Linked DNA regions of Mus musculus: region 2 is linked to region 1. The links are chromatin contacts, called in public HiChIP or PLAC-seq maps. All regions are on one chromosome and are shown on one strand. Each heading gives the region's core, a stretch centred on a gene start, on an enhancer-like site or on the middle of the called end of the contact. The rest is flanking DNA. Distances are from core to core; before and after follow the strand shown.

The links. HiChIP or PLAC-seq counts read pairs in DNA pulled down with a chosen protein or histone mark.
Region 2: an H3K4me3 HiChIP or PLAC-seq map of bone marrow-derived macrophages shows a contact between it and region 1, with 5 times the contacts expected there. The contact joins the enhancer-like site here to the promoter of Etv1 in region 1. A contact is called at or near these places in 5 of 39 promoter capture datasets (the 3T3-L1 cell line, 3T3-L1-derived adipocytes, the C10 cell line and 2 more), 12 of 484 Hi-C or Micro-C datasets (the AtT-20 cell line, the N1E-115 cell line, brain and 7 more), 3 of 115 datasets of contacts at active chromatin or transcription factors (bone marrow-derived macrophages, embryonic limb bud and large pre-B cells) and 4 of 9 other capture datasets (adipose tissue, liver, macrophages and 1 more).

Annotation. Positions count from the first base shown.
Region 1 is chr12:38,778,427-38,783,229 of GRCm38.p6, forward strand. It overlaps Etv1 (ets variant 1), which reads left to right and starts at 1,656. Exons shown (of 13, transcript NM_007960.5): 1 at 1,656-1,995; 2 at 2,422-2,553; 3 at 3,373-3,460. The coding sequence starts at 2,509.
Region 2 is chr12:39,038,018-39,042,758 of GRCm38.p6, forward strand. No RefSeq gene overlaps it. Among named protein-coding and RNA genes, the nearest start is that of Gm34662, 56 kb to the left of the region's middle. Within about 2 kb of position 1,969, at least 13 of the 459 cell types and tissues checked have an H3K27ac peak or open chromatin away from gene starts, as enhancers often do. A contact at or near this core is called in adipose tissue, bone marrow-derived macrophages, cerebellar granule neurons and 1 more, where this site is marked.

The sequences.
Region 1 (4,803 bases), core at 406-2,905:
AAGCCAAAACAGAAACACACAGACACCTGCGCGCACCTGCAAAACAACAACAACAACAACAACAACAAAAACTTTTGTGGTTTGAGGAACTTGGGCCTTTGTTATGTATTTTTTTTCTCCTTGATCCGCCACGCCCCCAACCACGTGACCCAGAGAGATTGGGATTTTGTGAATGGAGCCGAAAGGTGGAGTGGGGGGGGGGGGGAATGGGCAACGCCCCCTGCTCGAAAGCATCCAATCCGCTGGCGGAGCGCTGCGGGGTCAGCAATAAACAACAATGGACTGGAAATCCACGGTTCCTCATTGGCTTCAGGGACAAGCTCCCGGGGCCTTTCGAGAAGCTCCGCCCTCTCCCGGTTGCTCTGGATACCTGTCCCGCTCTGGCCTCACAGAAAGGCTTTGGAAACTGTTACCGCCTTGTCTGGGGTTTGCAGACTGGCGGGTTACCCACGCTGTGCTCCCCTCTTCGGGTTGCACCCTCACAAAGTCTAGTAGCGTTCGAACGCACCCCTCGCCCGGGCTCTGATACTGTCCTCTCTCAAAGAGGACGCGCGCGGCGCCCTGACTAGGCTTGGGGCAAGCATTGTGTGTGCCCTGGAAGACTACACTTTTCCCTTGGTGAAGCGCAGAGTGGTTTTGTCATAAACTACGCTCTTTCTCGGCGGGTCCGGAGTACCAGGCGCGCACGCTCCCATTTTGATGTTTCCACCATGTTCCATTTAAGGGAAGAAACTTTCAAATAGAAATTGAGAACTGCAGCACATTGCTCAACGGGGCTAAACAGCTGCTGGAAAAGTCCTTTAGTCCCCAGCTCTGGTCCCCGCCAGGGTCTCAAGTGACTTTTAGCACCGTAAAGCCCCGGCCCCACTCCTCCCTGGCTTCCAATTCTTGGTAGGGCAGCGGCTGCAAAGGGGACACATCAGAACTAAGCTCTGTGGGCAGGCAGCTTCAGAGAGATTCTCGCTTCCAAAGGTCCCATCATTGTCCTTGTAACCCGAGCCCTCCCTGCTCTTCCCCCACTTCTTGGTGGAGGAAGTGAAATCTTCAAGTACAGTAAGTGACACCCTCCGCCTCTCTGTATACATAACAAAAGCTCCGGAAACGGCGGGGACGGGGGAGGGGTGCGGGAGGGGGGCATCTGAACTACCAAGTCCTCCCCCACCCCTCTGTGGCCACTGGAGGTTTTTTTCCCTCTCAGCACTCTCCAGGATGAATCTGATTTTTATACTTTCCTCGCCCACTCTGCTACGTACTCCTCCGGATCCTCTCTTCCAGCGCCACCTCTCCTTAGAAGCAGCTTCTCCCGCTTGCTTTCCTTACAATATTTTCATGTCCAACGGACGAAAGGAGATCATTTTTGTTGAAGATGTATTAAAAAAAATCTTATAAGCCCTATTACAGTGTTGAAAATGGAGAAAAAAAATAGCTTGGACCGAAAGCTTCTGAGGAGCAAGGCTGGAGCGTGTGGTGGGTGGACTCCGGGTCAAAGGTAGAGAAAAGGGATTGTGGACACTCGATCTGTACCCCAACCTCTACGACAGTGCTTTAAGGACATAATAATGGACCAAACAACGCTAGGAATGAGAACTGGTTGACTCGATACACTAGGTTTCAGTATCCCTCCGGTTTTAACAAAAACAGCGAGTTAGGAAGGAAGTAGTTTCCCTCGGTGGCTTTTCCTGGGTGCGGACCCTGCGACTTCTCCCAGAGTGGTCGCAAAGGCATAGGGGCGCAGGAGACCCAAGGGAAGGGGCCGAAAGCTGCCTGATTGACAGCCCGAAATCTGATCTTGTGAAAGAGACGTGGAGCCAATGGGAGGCAGCGATCCATCAGTTTGGATTGGAGGCCCCTGGAGGAGAAGTAGAGGAAAAACCACCGAATTCAGCTCTGTCAGAGGCGCTTTCGGCTTCCAAGGGGAAGTGCTGGGCAATAATTAATGTTTTTATTAAATTTGGAGGGAATTTTTTGCAGCCGTTCGCCTAGCGTGGCCTTCAGGTGGGTATTTCCAACAACTTTTTATGTCTCTCCAGATAATTGCATGGTTGTGGGTTGCAAAAACTATTCTTATGAAAGAGGTAGCTCCGTCTCTTTAGTCCCGTTAGGTGAAAAGCAAGTCTCGTTGATCGCCATTGCTAGTTTTGCCCACGTTTGCGAATCAGAGCCGCCTGGGGTACACTGACCGAGCAGGGAGCATCCAGAGTGTAAATAAATACATTGCCTCTTGTTAGGATTTTTGATACGACCGAAAGTATGTAAATTGTGAACTCTCTTGGCTCTCTTTGGATCCAGGTGAAGAAGGCGGCGTAGGGGAGGGTTATTTTTGTGAATGGGGCTGTCGAGGGTAATTAGCTATGCAAATGCAAGAGCTTCATTCATGATTTTTTTTTTTTTAAGCCTAAAAGCCATCTTGTTCCCCTCTAGGTTGATAGAAGTCCAGATCCCGAGGAAATCTCCAGCTAAATGCTCAAAATATAAAACACTGAGCTAATATTTGCGAAGAGGAGCAGAATGGATGGATTTTATGACCAGCAAGTGCCTTACGTGGTCACCAACGTGAGTGATCAGTTCGAAAGTTGCTGTTTATAAACTTGACTTGGACGGGGGTGGGGAGAGCGAGAGATGCGAAGGGAGGGGGCAGGGGGTTGGGACTGCAGACACTTTATCTGCTTTGTTGCCACTGTAGGGCGACTCTGCTTCTAGAAGCCCTATCTACAAAATGAGCTTACCTTTGAGTGATTCGGATAAGGCATAGTTTTGTTTTAAGACCTCTTCTTCTGGTTAATATGTCCACGATGAGTGCAAGAGGAGACGGAGGGCAGCAACAGCTGCACTCAAAGTTTGTGGCTGGGTTTATCTGCCACATTGAAAAGAACGAAGTTGAGACAAATGCTGACAATTTTGTGTTTACATGGGGTGTCTTGGGGGGGGTCTTCCCCCTCCCCTCTCATTTTCTCACTTTTCCCAGTTTTCCTTTGGCTTCTCTTATTACGGGTGGGGGTGCTGTCTGAGAGAATGGAATTCGCTGTTTTAATCTGGAGTTGATTCAGAAAAAAAAAAAAAGAAAGAAAAGAAAAACATTAAGCGTTTTAGCTTAATGTTTTGATGCTGAGATTACATGTAACTAGAATGAGGATAAGCAGGAGTGTTAGGACATGCTCTGGGAAGCAACTCTCCCTCCTCACTGCCTGCCGAACTCTCAGCCTGAGCCTCCACTGTCAAAGTCAGACAATATGTGTTGGAGTTCTCCTGTGAACTTTTTCTTTTCTACTCAGAGAGAGGATCCAGTAGGCTTAAGTTATGTATGCATTTTTTTTAAACGTGTGACATCTGAGGTTTATATTCTTTTAAAGGATTTTATCTTTCCCTTTGTAGAGTCAGCGTGGGAGAAACTGTACCGAGAAACCAACAAATGTCAGGAAAAGAAAATTCATTAACAGAGATCTGGCTCATGATTCAGAAGGTGAGGTTTGATTCTGAGCTGAACGCCTCTTTTTTCACTGATACTTTTTCCCCTCCAAAGGGGGACATCTTAATCTCATCGAAAAAATAGTAGACATTGAAATATGGACTGAAACATGCAACCACTCACACAGTGAGTTTGCCTTGGAGACTATTTTATGGTCTTGTCACAAAAGTAATGAGAGGAAAATAAACACGTAGCAGTGACCTTCTTATTTTAAACAGTATTTTGTGTTCCTTCTTGTCCATTTGTCAGATAATTCCCTGTACTGAGATAACAATTTCAAACTGTAACACCCTGGGATAAAGTAAGCAGCCATGCCTGCTGCTTACATTTTTCTTTCAACTTTATTACAAGTTAAACAATATAAATGAAGCCATATATTATTGTTGAAATTTTATGAGTTTGATGACTGCATTTTGAAGTCATAACATTTGTTGATAGGCCGTAACATGTTCACTAGATCAAACTTAAGGCTTATTGAATACTTATAATATTATTTAGTAAATTAGGCTGTAGATTCTTCTTATAAACTGTTGGTAGGAGGTCAATATACTATGAATTATTTCAGCCCTGTGGGGCCACTCATTATGATTTGAAGAAACTTAGACTTAATTACTAAAGTTCACATTGAATTTAAAATTAAATGGACTGAATTATAAAACTTCATGAAATTTTCATTCTCATTAGACACTTTTCTTCCTACCCCCCACCCTCACCCCAAGTGAGGTGGCAGAATATAATTTGGAATTAATAATAAACCAAAGCAGGACACTAATGTCTTTGACGTTTACAGATCGGCTAAAAAAATTTTTTTTTCTTGAAAGCTTGTATTTGAAGTTGCACCCTGTGTTAGTGTTGAGCTATTTGGCTGGAAAAGGTAACTTGGGAATTAACTCAAGTTCTGTTGGTATTTTGTACATAAAATTCAAGTGTAAATGTCCTGTCTTTCTAATATCTACCCCACTTCTATTTTAGTAAGAGTTAAACACTCTTAGGAAGGGTTTCTGTACTTAGACCATCTTAGTGAATTTCAGTTTTTTTTTTTTCTTTTTCTGAGCTTACTTCTTAGTTATTTTGAAAAAGAAAAAAAAAGATAAAAGAAGGTAATTTGATTTAGTTGCCTAAATATAATATTATTTAGTTGCCTAAAGAAATCTCTTAAAGTGTCTCTTAATTGATGTCATAAGCAAGCAGGATTTATTGAGATACTTGGGATATGAATCCTATGTTCAGTTGACACTCCCTAAATTAAAATCATATTGAATGGCAGTGTCATGACAAACATTTTCATGTGATGAAGCCTACAGACTGTTGAGTCTCATGTTGGTGTGTCTGACTTG
Region 2 (4,741 bases), core at 719-3,218, 260 kb after region 1:
CTCTTTAGGTAAAATAAAAACCAAAATGGGTTTAATGTTATTTTTGCATCTTAAAGACTTATTGTAATAATAATCCTACCTTTTCTGATGGAGTGGAAATCATTACCAAAATACAAATGGAAAAGCAAAAGCCTTGCTTCGTAGTTGTAAACTATTGCTTAACAGTATGTGACATGGACTGGAGTGGAATATTCCTGTACTCAGTGGCACAGACGGACATTTCTGGATGAGATTCTGCCCCCTTGTAGTGGAATGTGGTGTACATTTTGATTCCCTGGCATGCCTACACTAACACCCATCTGTTAAGATGGCATTGTTCCTAAAGGAAGAAAAACAGCATGGTGGTTTGCCAAATTCCAAAAGTCCTAGGTATGTGCCATACGTATACATTTCTGAAGGTAGTTTCAATATTGGAAAAAAAATGAATTTAGGTTGGGACTTACTTTCTCTTAGACTATAAGTTCACTGGTGTCCATTATAAGAAATAATGTCATTAACACTTGAATGATAACAAAGTACACTTTCTTATGCTTGAACTTGGAGACAGTTGCCATGAATGCATGGACCTTAAAGCGAACACAAGCTCATTGTAAGCACTTTCAGCAAGTGCTTGTTATCCATTTTTATGGATACATACATAAATACATAAGTACAATATATGACATATAACTAACATACATTACCATCATTTAATGTAATCAGTGTTTCATGAGATGATCTGAAACCAGAACCCCCCAGGTTTGAGACGGAAAACCCTCTGTCCTATAAACTTGAATTGACATCACTGAGTGCTTGAGGTGAAAAGGCACAGGCTTAAGTTAAAACCAAACAACTGCAACCTTGCAGGGCACAGGAGCTCCTGAGGACTGCTGGGATAATTTGGTTACAGAAGAGAAAACAGCCTGTTGCTTAGCTACAGGACTCTGGGTGGCAGCTCTCTCCCACCCCAGTGTTTCCTGGTGTTTTGTTTTGTCAATGTAGTTCCTTGCAAATGAGAATGTCTGCATTCAGACGCCCATATTGCAACTGTTTTGATTTGTAAAAGCAAACAATATTAGGAGGAACTAAAATACTGAGAGAAGTAAAAAATCAGAGGACTTTCCTCTTCTGCTTTGGTACTAAATTAGACCCCATCAAACATGAAGCACTGCAGAAGTTCATGGGTTTAATGTGTATTTTGTAAGAACAAGCAGTTTATTTATAAAACTAAGTATAATTAAGAATATTAGAATCTAAATGTTACTAGGAATGTTAATTTCATATTGAAAATGCAAGCCAACACTTGTTGCATATACGTGTAAAGAGACTTTTATATGCACATTTACATATATTGATATTTGATCTTTGATCACATTTGTGTTCAATTGCCAATGTTTACTTTTTTTCCATTTTTATTAGGTATTTAGCTCATTTACATTTCCAATGCTATACCAAAAGTCCCCCATACCCACCCACCCCCACTCCCCTACCCACCCACTCCCCCTTTTTGGCCCTGGCATTCCCCTGTACTGGGGCATATAAAGTTTGCGTGTCCAATGGGCCTCTCTTTGACACCATTGCATACACTAGCAAGATTTTATCGAAAGGACCCAGATGTAGCTGTCTCTTGTGAGACTATGCAGGGGCCTAGCAAACACAGAAGAGGATGCTCACAGTCAGCTAATGGATGGATCACAGGGCTCCCAATGGAGGAGCTAGAGAAAGTACCCAAGGAGCTAAAGGGATCTGCAACCCTATAGGTGGAACAACATTATGAACTAACCAGTACCCCGGAGCTCTTGACTCTAGCTGCATATGTACCAATGTTTACTTTTATTCTTGTTCTTGTTTTAAACTCCTTAGAAATTTTGAGGTCACAAAGCAAGGCCTCCAAATGCTTCTGCTGGTGACACTTCTTCAAATGGCCCAGGCCCAACCCAGGACAGATTCTTACTGGGCAAATAATAGAAACCTAAACTCAGCATTCCTCAGAAAGTCAGTTTCTGTTTTTCCACAGAGCCAATACTTCTCTTCTCCTTTCTTAACAGTCAACCAAGAGGAACAAAGTGCTTCTAGAACAGCCTGCCTCAACTCAAGAATGTCTACTTTACTTGCTTTGCTTTCCTGCCAGGCTACTGCTCTCTGTTCTGGTGAGACAGCAAAGCAATTTGTTTTCCAATAAACTTATTATTTTCCCTTTAAATCCACTGAGTGGGCTAGTTTAGTGGTTTCACTGTACTCACTTATAGAAATAAAGTACAAGATATAAGGTCCAATAATGTTCTATAATTAATCTATCATAGTCTGTAAAATCATTATCATATTTACATCAAGTAATTGGCTTATTTTGTAATATTGAAAGATTGTTAAATTATTTGTATTAAAATATCCAGGGCTTTAAAACATAGTTCTATGAGAAAGATACTTGGTTATTTTTGGAATATCATTGGAACAAAGCTATGAGATCAATTTGAAAAATTGTTACCCTTGGGGCCTGAAGATGTGCTTCAGCTCCACAGCACTTGGCCAGTATACAAGAGTCCTGGACTCAATCTCCAACTCGTAAAAAAAAATGGATCATAAATCTACAAGTTTAGGATTGAAGGTCAAAGGGATTACTTAGGTCTTGTAGTTTCTACTTTCTTTTTCTTTCATATTTAGAGAACAGCCTACATTCTTAATATGTTTAAAACCTTTCAACCAATACTAATTAGGTCTGACACTTGATAAAGAATATTAAATCAACAGTGGGAGAAACTATTGTTTGGCTAAGAAAGTCAGAAATAATATAATGAAAATCAAAGCCCTCTCTTGGGGTTCTGAGTCTCATTAGTAAAAGAATTTAGTAATGGACTCAAACAGAAGCTCAAGGACAATTTTATTATAGTTTAAAAGAAAACCCCAGGGCATATGAACTGTACACTTTAGAAGTTACTTAGAGAAGAGAAGTCGAGGAGGAAAGCTGTGACATTCAAACTGGATAAATGGAGAGTGGGGGAAAATACTGTATAAATATAAACACAGGAAATACAGTATAAATAACAATACAGAAAAATACAAATTAAATGACTAATTTTTCTGCCTCTTTATCATGGCTTTTTGTCTCCCTGCCTGATGATGGGCATTCTCTAACCAAAAGAATAATCAGCTAACTGCAATGCTAGGCCTCCTTGTAAGCTAGAGACTATTCTTTTGACTTTCTTTTTCTTTTATCCTAACACTAAGGCATTATCTATAGATTTTAGTTAAAAGTTAAAGGTATAGTTGAATTTATATAAATCTATAGAGTATGAGCTTTGTAGCTGATTTGGTAATTTAAAACAGAAGCTTTTAAATTAATCTCTTTAACTACTAATTTAATAATCTTTTCATGAACAAATAGCTCTACTGACTTGCCTTGGATTTTGACAAATATTTGATTGTGATTAGAGCCCACTCCCAGCTCTAAGATTCAGGGAATATTATAGAAGAAGGGGCTGAAAGACTGTAAGAGCCAGAACTCTAATCAGGAACTTTCTGTAAGAAAGTCTCACCAACATGGCCACCCAAATGTGAGTTGAACACAGACGACACCAAGGAACATGTTGAGCTAGATTAAAAAAAAAAATCTAACAAAGTTTTGAAAGACCTCCGTGGGGATACCCCCACCGAAGTCAAGAGATAGTGTGCCCCCAAAGAATCACAACAGACCGTCTCGATGCAAACACACGAGGTAGTTTAATGACGGAGCTCTGGGCCAACACGTATCTCACGCAGGAGACAGAGGTGTCGACCACGAGGCTCAAAAGTTAGGGGTTTATATAGGAAAAGAATGAGGTTAGGGGAAGAATTGAAGCAGCTTCACACAATTGGACAGTTTAAACATCAGCAAACTGTACGTGCAGATCGAGGTAACAGCAGAGCATCTGGTTAACATTTAACCCATGTAAGAAGGGTGGGAGATAGGGAGGCGCCAGGCCAGTCTGGACATTCTTATATGTCTTCCCTATCTTTATGGCTACTTGGTTCCTGGGATGACTTTACAGCTTTTGTTCTTTGCTCTAGGCCTAAAAAGCCTTCCTAACTAGCAAGCTGCACGAGTCATGGACCTTGAATTTTAATTTTCTTTCAGTTTCAACCACACACAAAAACTATAGGTAAGCAAGAAACACTAAAAAAAGGAGAGGGGATTTTCCCCAGTGAAGAACACACCAATTGGTTGTCCAGGGCCAAATGGTCAATCCTGAAAATACAGGTACATACAGACAACAGTGTAGAGATTGATCAGATTATATTTAGGATAATACATTTAGAAATGCATATTTAGGAATGTATATACATATATTCATACAAGGGGATAGTGAGATGGCTCAGTAGTTAAGACCACTGGCTGCTTTTCCAGGGATCTTGAGTTCCATTCCCAGCAACCATATGCTTGGTCACATAAATTCATACAAGAATACATAGTATAAATAATATAAAAAGAGGGCATGGACTTGAAGAAGAGAAGGGGTGTATAGGAGAGTTTGGGGGAGAAAAAAGTAAGGGAGAAGTGTATTTAAATTATAATCTCAAAAATAAAAGTTAATAGATGTGTGTTATTTTTATCTTTGTGTATTCATGAATCTTCCACATGTGGACATGGCCATGGGACTCCATAAGAAACTGTCAGATACCTAGAGCTGGAGTTACAAACAACTTAAGCTACCTAGCTTGAGTGCTATAAACCAAATTCCATCTCCTGAGATAGCAGTATTCTTCACTCCTGAGCCATCTCTCCAGT